Linked DNA regions of Mus musculus: all the other regions are linked to region 3. Evidence: chromatin contacts called from public Hi-C and promoter capture Hi-C data. All regions are on one chromosome and are shown on one strand. Each heading gives the region's core, a stretch centred on a gene start, on an enhancer-like site or on the middle of the called end of the contact. The rest is flanking DNA. Distances are from core to core; before and after follow the strand shown. Region 1 holds the start of Dusp1 (dual specificity phosphatase 1). Region 2 holds the start of Rab11fip3 (RAB11 family interacting protein 3 (class II)). Region 3 holds the start of Mapk14 (mitogen-activated protein kinase 14).

Evidence for each region. Hi-C and Micro-C count contacts between places; a contact is called where the count stands out from the background. Capture Hi-C pulls out chosen DNA fragments and counts their contacts.
Region 1: a Hi-C map of CD4 T cells shows a contact between it and region 3, with 5 times the contacts expected there. The contact joins the promoter of Dusp1 here to the promoter of Mapk14 in region 3. A contact is called at or near these places in 1 of 39 promoter capture datasets (pre-B cells) and 1 of 484 Hi-C or Micro-C datasets (CD4 T cells).
Region 2: a contact with region 3 is called in a promoter capture Hi-C map of liver, with 2.3 times the contacts expected there. The contact joins the promoter of Rab11fip3 here to the promoter of Mapk14 in region 3.

The regions. Positions count from the first base shown.
Region 1 is chr17:26,507,200-26,509,899 of GRCm38.p6, forward strand. Dusp1 (dual specificity phosphatase 1) reads right to left here and starts at 1,273. Exons shown (of 4, transcript NM_013642.3): 1 at 758-1,273; 2 at 375-520; 3 at 1-5. The coding sequence starts at 1,124.
Region 2 is chr17:26,068,027-26,070,971 of GRCm38.p6, forward strand. It overlaps Rab11fip3 (RAB11 family interacting protein 3 (class II)), which reads right to left and starts at 1,492. Exons shown (of 14, transcript NM_001162868.2): 1 at 1-1,492. The coding sequence starts at 1,151.
Region 3 is chr17:28,689,962-28,692,904 of GRCm38.p6, forward strand. It overlaps Mapk14 (mitogen-activated protein kinase 14), which reads left to right and starts at 1,381. Exons shown (of 12, transcript NM_011951.3): 1 at 1,381-1,894. The coding sequence starts at 1,779. Slc26a8 (solute carrier family 26, member 8) reads right to left here and starts at 26. Exons shown (of 20, transcript NM_001290320.1): 1 at 1-26.

The DNA of each region.
Region 1 (2,700 bases), core at 23-2,522, 2.2 Mb before region 3:
CCCCCCTGAAGTCAAAAAAACAGTCCAGCATTCGTCAAGCTCGTCCAGCGTGAGCACCAGTACCCATGCCCACAAAAACTCCCCGCTGAAAACGGGAGTTTCTGAAACTGGTGACCTCAGCACTGCTGTTGACATATTAAAATATTCGTAAAGAATCAAGCCCATTGGCCTGGACAGAGCCAACAAGCTCTTCCGTGCCAGCAACTGGGAGACTCAGCTCCATCCAATTGCTTCATGATGGACTAAAGATCCTCGTGTCCCCGCTAGTATAAATAAAGCTGCAGCCGCTTTCTATATCCTCCTGGCACAATCCTCCTAGACCTCTGCCAGCTCTGCCACCTCCCTGCCCTGCATGGACCCGGACTCCTACTAACCTGATCGTAGAGAGGGGTACTACAGGAGCTGCATCCGGATTCTGCACTGTCAGGCACACTAGTACTCAGGGGGAGGCTGAGCCCCGTGGGGGTGGACTGTTTGCTGCACAGCTCAGGGCAGGAAGCCGAAAACGCTTCATATCCTCCTGAGAATACAAAGGTACATATTTTCTCATTAGCACCACCGACACAGTACCTGGAGACAAGCCACTCACCCACCAGGGGCTGCGAGTTTACAAGGAAGGCTTAAGGAAGTCTTTGTTATGGGAGTGAAACAAAGCCACTGACAAGCCCCTGGAGACTGGACGCCGGCGCCCCCATACTCCAGGTGGGACGCCCCTTCCCTAGCTGATGGCATAAGTCCTGCCAGAGCTAGAGCGTACCTTGGAGAAAGAAGACTTGAGTGGAGCGCGCCTCTCGGCAGAGCGCGCCCGCGGCCAGGGCCAGGGTGCCGTCGCGCTTGGCGCCGTCCAGGGAGGCGCTGCGCTCGTCCAGCAGCACCACGGCGTGGTAGGCTCCGGCCAGCAGGCGGCCACGCAGTTCAGCGTTGGGCACGATATGCTCCAGGCCCATGGCGCCCTTGGCGCGGCGCCGCACGATGGTGCTGAAGCGCACGTTCACTGAGCCCGCGATGTGGCCGGCGTTGAAAGCGAAGAAGGAGCGACAATCCAACAACAGGCACTGCGCGGCGCCCTCTCGCAGCAGCGCGCGCAGCCCCCCGGCGTCCAGGATGCCCACCTCCATCACCATGGCCAGCCCCAGCGACCCCAGCGTGCCCGTTCTGCGGTTCTCCAGAAAAAGTCGGTCGATCTTGTGCGGTGTCCTGTGGCCCTAAGTCCCCAAGTGCTCGCTGCTCCTAATCTGGCTTCACCGCGCTTTCCTCCCGCCAGTCCTTCACTGCGCGCTCGTCCGACGGAGCGCGGTTTTATGTAGCCTCTCGGGGGCGGTCCCGGGCGCGGCACAGAAGCGGGGGGTGGGGTGGGGGTGGGGGAGAACGGTTTGTTTGTTTGAATGGCAGACACGTGACCGGGCGGTGACGTCACCCGCCCTACCGAGCTTGGCGCCGCCAAAGCCAAAAGCAAAGACGTCATCGGCCTAGGAGCCTCTCGGCTCTGAGCGCTGGCTCGCAGCCCGGCCCCCACCCTCCTGTCCTCTGGGCTCGCAGGCAGGACGGCGCGCTGCCAGCCCGGGTGGCCAGGACGCGCGGCCTGAGGACACCTGCCCTGCTCCCCTCCGCGGGTCTCCGCCGAACGAGCGGGGCCACTCCTGGTATCACGTTCTCAGCTGGCCCGGCTCTGGCTGCTGGAGTGGTGGGCGTGGCGAGCTGAGCGGGAAAGGGGAGTGGGTAGTGAGAGATGACTAATTCGGTCTATAGCCCTCTGGCTATACCGAGGACAAATGGCGAGAGTTGAGACGTCCTTCTTGAATGTCACTTTAAAAGTTTTACGCTGAACAAGGGAATGCTTCCAGTTAGTTCCCACCCCCCACCCCGGAGTGTTATCTTTACCGCGGTGGTCCCTAGAGGACTTACTTGGAGCAAAGGGAGGAGGGTTGCAAGATCTTTGGAGCCCAGGTTTAACATTGGGGTTGGGGGGGTGGGGTGGGGGAGACTTGGGTAGAGCTCCACAGCGCCGCCTAGGGACGGCCCAGAACATTGTCGTCGCGTGGCATCAAGAGGATGCTGCTAGCCGCTGCTCCTCTGTCCCCCAACACAACTTTCTTTTGTTTTGTTTTGTTTGTTTCAGAGAGGATCTTGCTGTGTAGCTCTGGCTAGTCTTGAACTCATAGAGATCCTCCTGTCCCTGACTTACTAAGGATTAAAGGCATCTGCCCTCGTGCCTTTCATCTCCACTGAACAGAAGCTGAGCACACCAAGGACTCAGGGCCAAGAGCCTTGAATCCGCCACTCTGTGGGACAAACTGTACTCATCACACCTGGGAAGACCGAAATGGTGTGTGTGTGTGTGTCCTTCCACAAAACTCCATGACTACAGGGTAGGCAGTGAGTCCGCCGCAACACCACGGAGTTGGATACACAAACATAAACATTGCACCACTCTGAAGGGGTGCCGAGTCAGGAACATTCTGCGGTTTCTTCCTCTTTGCAAGGGGAGGTGTCTTACTACCATGTGTCTTTGCCCAGCAACGTCCGCTTTGGCCTCTCTTAGCTCTTGCGCTCTGCCTAGATTCTTCTGTAAATTCAGAATACGTTATTTTTAAAGGGCGTTTTTACATTCCTTTGAGCATTGATCCTAAAAGAACAGCAAAGAAATCTTCAGATAACACCACCCTCCCTACATCTCAGAAGAGCGACAGAAAGAAAAAA
Region 2 (2,945 bases), core at 242-2,741, 2.6 Mb before region 3:
GGCTCGTCTGGTTCATTGGCCCAGAAACACGGTGGGTTGAGAGCATCCGGCTCCTCGGATTCCTCGGGCCAACAACAGTGAAGTGCATCGGCCTCCTCTGGTTCCTTGACCAAGAGGCACGGTGCATCGGGTACCCCCTGCCACAGGTGAGAGACATCAGGCTCCTCTGGCTCCTTGGCCGAGAGGCACCCTGTGTCCGCCTCCTGAGGACAGCTGTGAGAGGCATCAGGCTCTTCTAGCTCCTTGGCCAACAAACACGGTGCCTCTGACTCCTGGGGCCAGCAGTGAAGGGCGTCAGGCTCTTCCAGCTCCTCCGTCAAGAGGCACGGTGCGTCGGATTCCTCCCACTTTTTGGCCAAGAGACAGGGCACGTCGGGCTCCTGGGGCCAGCAGCGAGGGGCGTCGGGTTCCTCCAGCTCTTTGGCTAAGTGGCACGGTGCGTCTGGTTCCTCCAGCTCCTTAGCCAAGTGACAGGATTCGTCGGGCTCCTGGGGCCAGCAGCGAGGGGAGTCGAGGTCCTCCAGTTCCTTGGCCAAGTGGCACGGTGCGTCTGGCCCTTGAAGCCAGCAGCGAAGGGCATCAGGTTCCTCCACCTCCTTGAGCAAGTGACAGAATGCGTCTGGTTCCTGGGGCCAGCAGCGAGGGGCGTCGGGTTCCTCTAGCTCCTTGGCCAAGTGGCACGGCACGTCGGGCTCCTGGGGCCAGCACCGAGGGATGTTGGGTTCCTCTAGCTCTTTGGCCAAGTAGCACGGTGTGTCGGGCTCCTGGGGCAGGCAGCGAGGGGCGTCGGGTTCCTCCAACTCCTTGGCCAAGTGGCACGGTGTGTCTGGCTCCTGGGGCCAGCAGCGAGGGGAGTCGGATTCCTCCAGCTCCTCTGCCAAGTGACAGGATTCATCGGGCTCCTGGGACGAGCAGCGAGGGGCATTGGGCTCTTTGGCCCAGCGACTAGGAGCGTGAGGCTCCTCTACCTCCTCGGGCCAGCAGATTGGCGCGTTGGGTCCCTCTGGCCACCGTTGAAGCTGGGCGTGTTCCTCGGGCTCTTCTGACCAGCCGCGAGGAGCGTCGGGCCCCACCAGCCCCATGACCCCACGCTGGGGCCCAGACGCTGGCTGGTCGTGGTCTGACAGGGAGGTCGGCTGGCACAGCTCCATGATCCGGCGCCGGCTAAACTAGGGATGATACGAAAGGCGCGGAAGGCAGACAAAGGCGCTCAGGGCGCGGCGGCGGGCGCGGGCATCCCCGCGGCGACGCGGGCGGGCGCGCGCGGGGCGCCCGGACTGCTGAGGCTGGCGCTCGGGCCCTGCTCCGCCCTCGCCCATCTTCGCACCGCACCTTAGCGGCTCCCGGCCCCGCAGCGCGGCTGGCGCGGGCCCATGGCAGCGGCACAGTCCGGATGATGTAAGGACCCAGTGGCGGGGAGTGGACGGTGGGAGACAGGCACCGGCCGGGCAGCGGAGGATGAAGCCAGAGCGCCTGAGCTTAGGAACCCAGTGAGGGACGCCGGCGCCGGCGCCGGCCCGCCCTCCGTCGCGCGTGACGTCAGCACGCCGTGTAACCTGATCACGCCCCCATGGATTGCTATAAAGGTGAGTTCGAAGAGGGCACAGCTTAGGGGCGACGGTGCTCTGCCCAATTCGAGTTTTCCGTACGATTTGCGCGAGTGGGATGAGTGAAGTGTTCTGTCGCAGGAAGAGGCGCCCGAGAATAGGTTTTGGAAAACTATTGCTGAACGGGAACAAAACATTCGCATATCCCAAAAGAAGCCGCTAGTCCCTTCTGTGTGACTCCTTCACAAACTGGTGGTACAAACCAGAATATTAATTGGCAGCAAGTAGGAGCGAAGGAGCGCTCGAATTGCCCCACCAGGTAAGGAATTATCCAAAGTCTCTCACACAAGGACAGGATCTAAGGGGCTCACACATTCATCCACAGGAGCGCACAGTAAAATAAAGAGGCACAGATGTTGTTTTACTTTGATATGTTGTTTGGTATCTTTTTGAAACAGGAACTTGTGCAGCCCACGCTACCTTTAACTCCTAATCCTGCCGCCATGGATTGTAGACTGGCCCAAACAACCCTGCTCTGAACATGTTTTTAAATTACATAAACAGCGCTTATCTCTTTATTGCTAACTAATGCCGTTATCATCATCAAAGGGTCGTGCTCAGAGATGCGGAGCAGTTGACTAAGCCAGTTGGAAGCAATGAGGTGCATCTAGTCAAGAACTAAATTTAGCCATTTAGCCAGGGGAAACTATGAACCAATTGTACACTCGTGGGCACCATGGACAAGTATGGTTTCATAAGCAGTTTTGGCAAAAGCTGAAAACTGAACTCCGTTTCCAGGTGTACAGCCAGCTAATCTACTGAGTCATCCCCAAGCAAAACTCCCAGCATATTATAGGAGACTTCCAGCAGCTGGGAAAAAGGAAGGTGATGTGCTCCCTCCCTAAAATGTAGTCCTATTTTCCTGTAAGAACTGAATGCTTTTGTGAGGAATATATATATTGAAAGAATAAAGTCCCCTCTATCTAATGCAAGGACTGGAAATTCCCTTTGACTGACAAACATTCTCACATGCAGTTCCAGTGAGTGCCAACCTTTCTATTTAGTGTGTCATGGTAAGTATCCACCTGTCCTTTGGTGTTCTCAGTCAAGATCAGTTTTCTGAGGAGCCAGGTGTTCCTGTTGTGTGCCAAAACTAAGAAAAATATTTATGACTTCCAGCATTTGTGTGCCCAAATAGAACCAGTGTGTAGAGAATGCACACCTCCTGGCTCAGACCAAGCAATGGGGCTGCAGATGAAAGGTTATAAGGAGTCAGGCGATGGGCTGGTGAGATGGCTCAGCACTAGCTGCTCTTCCAAAGGTCCTGAGTTCAAATCCCAGCAATCATATGGTAGCTCACAACCACCCATAATGAGATCTGACTCACTCTGAAGACAG
Region 3 (2,943 bases), core at 131-2,630:
CTGCTCGGTGTAGGCATGGGTGGATGTGGGTTCTTACGGGTCTAACTTTCCCCATTCACTTTTATTAGCTTTCTCGGCTTCTACGGAAGATTCCACTAGGTGGGAATGCAGGGTCGCATTGATCTTGTAGAGACTAGAACCAGGGCCTAAGAAAGCTCAACAGACTTACCTAAATGAGATGCGGTCAGAATGCTCGCCCTAGTAGTTCTCCATACTCTCAGAGGCATGAATTAAGTCTTTAATACCCACCCCCCAATTTTCTTTTAAATTTCTAAACTTTGGATGGCTCTAAAGGGCAAGAGTCGGTCTCAAACCCGAGTGATGGTTTTTGGGGTGTTGCACATACGGTCTCATCACTACACAGCAGAGGCTTGGTCTCCTGGTTTTTCCAAATGCTAGAATTACAGGATTTGTAAATACAAATAAACAAATAAATAAATAAACAAATAAATAAATAAGAAGGGTCCCCTGGTCTTTCCAAATGCTGGAATTACAGGTTGTGTATAAATAAATAAATAAGAGAAAGGTCTCTTGGTCTTTTCAAATGCTGGAATTACAGGTTCTGTACATATAAATAAATAGTATGAAAGGGTCTCCTGGTCTTTCTAAATGCTGGAATTACAGGCTGTGTAAATAGATATATATGTATGCATGTATATGAAGGGTTTTCTGGTCTTTCCAAATGCCGGAATTGCAGGTGGTGTAAATATAAATAAATAAATGAGAAGACCTTCCTGAAATGGAATGACCTACTTGCAGTGTGTGTGTGTACCTTCCCCTTCCAGTAGTGGGTATTGAACCCAGGGCCTTGCAAATGCTGGTCCCCAGCCTGGAAGTGGCCATTCATGATGTCTACCTCTGACCTCGTGCATTGGAACTCCCTGTGGGTCCCTGGAACCTCCTTCTGCCACTTCTGCCTGAAAACATGTAGGAGCGCCTGGAGGGAGAGCCTGGGCTTTGAGGCAAGACTAATATTTGCCTAGGGGGCAGGTTTCACCAGCATCCCGAGGTGAGCCACTTGTCCTTGAGCAGACCGGAATGCGACAGCTTTCTGGACAGGGCCTGTCTGTTCTTTCAAGTTGTTCTTGGAAATTGACGACTCTAGTGAGCAGGTTGCTCGGAGTTCAAAGATCATTTGGCTCTCTTCCCCGACGCTGTCACAGCGGCTTTCCGCCATGGCGCCAGGCATTCGCCCGTGCGACCACAGAGAGGCGCGCGCGCCCCGCGCTGCGGCCTCCACCCTTGGCGCCCCGGGGAGCCCAGTCCCCGAGAGTTCCTGCCTCGGCTCCCCAAGCCGCGTCCCTCTTCTCGCGAGATCTGCCGGCCCTGCGCGCTCTTCTCGCGACCCCCCGCCCCGTGGGCAGGTTCCATATTGGGTAAGATCTGGATTCAGAGCGGGGCCTCCTTGGAGCTGTTCTCGCGAGAGTTCCGCGAGAGGCTCCCGGCCGCTGCCTGTGGGATCGCCGCCACTGGAGCCCAAGCGGGGCGCTGAAGCGCGAGCGGGTGTCTTGCGGCGTCGGCGTGCGCTCCCTCCCCGGGGAGCGGCTGCAGGAGGACCGCGGCGGGAGCAGCCTCGAGCCGTGCAGCCGGCTCCGGCACCTTGCCGACGCTCGTAGGAGCCGCCGCGGCTGACAGGGGCGGCGGGTCGCAGCCTCCACACCTGCGCGGGTGGCGGGCGCGGGGTCCGGTCTGCCGCGGGCGGGCGCAGAGGAGAGCGTGCGGCTGCAGGCAGGAGCCCCCGCTCGGCCACCTCCTCGCCCCGCTGCTGCCGCTGGAAGATGTCGCAGGAGAGGCCCACGTTCTACCGGCAGGAGCTGAACAAGACCATCTGGGAGGTGCCCGAACGATACCAGAACCTGTCCCCGGTGGGCTCGGGCGCCTATGGCTCGGTGTGGTGAGTGTCGCCGGGCCTCGGGTTAGGGGTGGGGTGGGGGGACGCGGTGGAGCAAGCAGGGTGGCCCTGCATGCCTGAGGGCCAGGCCTGTCCCCACAGCTCAGCGATGCGCCCAGCGGCAGGAATTCTCCTCCGGGCGTGTCTGGGGGTGCAGGGGGCAGCTGGAGCGGGACGTGTCCTGCACCCCTCGCCCTGCATACGCAGGTCGGGGGCGAGCCGTGTGCGGGAGCGGGTCAGCTGCGGACGCGGTGGGATGCTTCTCTACCCTGCGCTCTCCCTGCTCCCAAGACTGGCCCTCCCGGGGGTCCTCTGCTGCAGCGCGGCCTCAGGACCCTGCCTCCGGGTACCGCCACTCGGGACGCGGGAGCCCTGCCCCGGGGAGCAGACGAGCTGGGCGGAGCTCCAGCGAGGAGCTGTAGGGCAAAGCCTGACCCGGGGACTGCGGTCACCTGAACGAAACTTGCAAGAGAAAGCGCTCCTTTCCCGGAATTTTTTTTTTTTTCCTTTTTTCTCCCCCTTTTCCCATTTTTGCAAGCCTCCATCGAAAAATCCTGTCTCAGGAAACGTTCCTTTGGGATTCGCACTTGAATTAGCAGCACCCCGAAGAGCTTAAAATACCGACTTTATCTCGGGGACCACGGTGCCAGCTTGCGTGGTGTGTTTCCGATTCGGTTGAAAGCGTATTTCCTTTTCGGGGAGGGAGGGTGGCAGCGCCTTGCAAGGACGCTCCAGCTCGCCGCTTAGTCACATACCACTGCTCATTTCAGTATTGTTTGACAAAACAGTTTTCCATACCGAGCAGAGGGGCGCCCCTCAAGATCAAGAAGGTAGGACTAGAGCTGGAGGTGTAGATAGCTTTTAATTGAAGTAATTCATGGGGGTGCTTTTCTTTTTTTTAAGTCCCTTAGAAGATTTGCGGAGTTTTATCAGCTTGTAAGTACCGAGGTACGTGGTGGTTTTCGGGAGATCCTGGAACATAGGAAACGATGCTTTTTAGCTTTCCTTAACACCGGGTGGGGGAGGGGGGTAGGAGTGGGGGGGGGCCTATT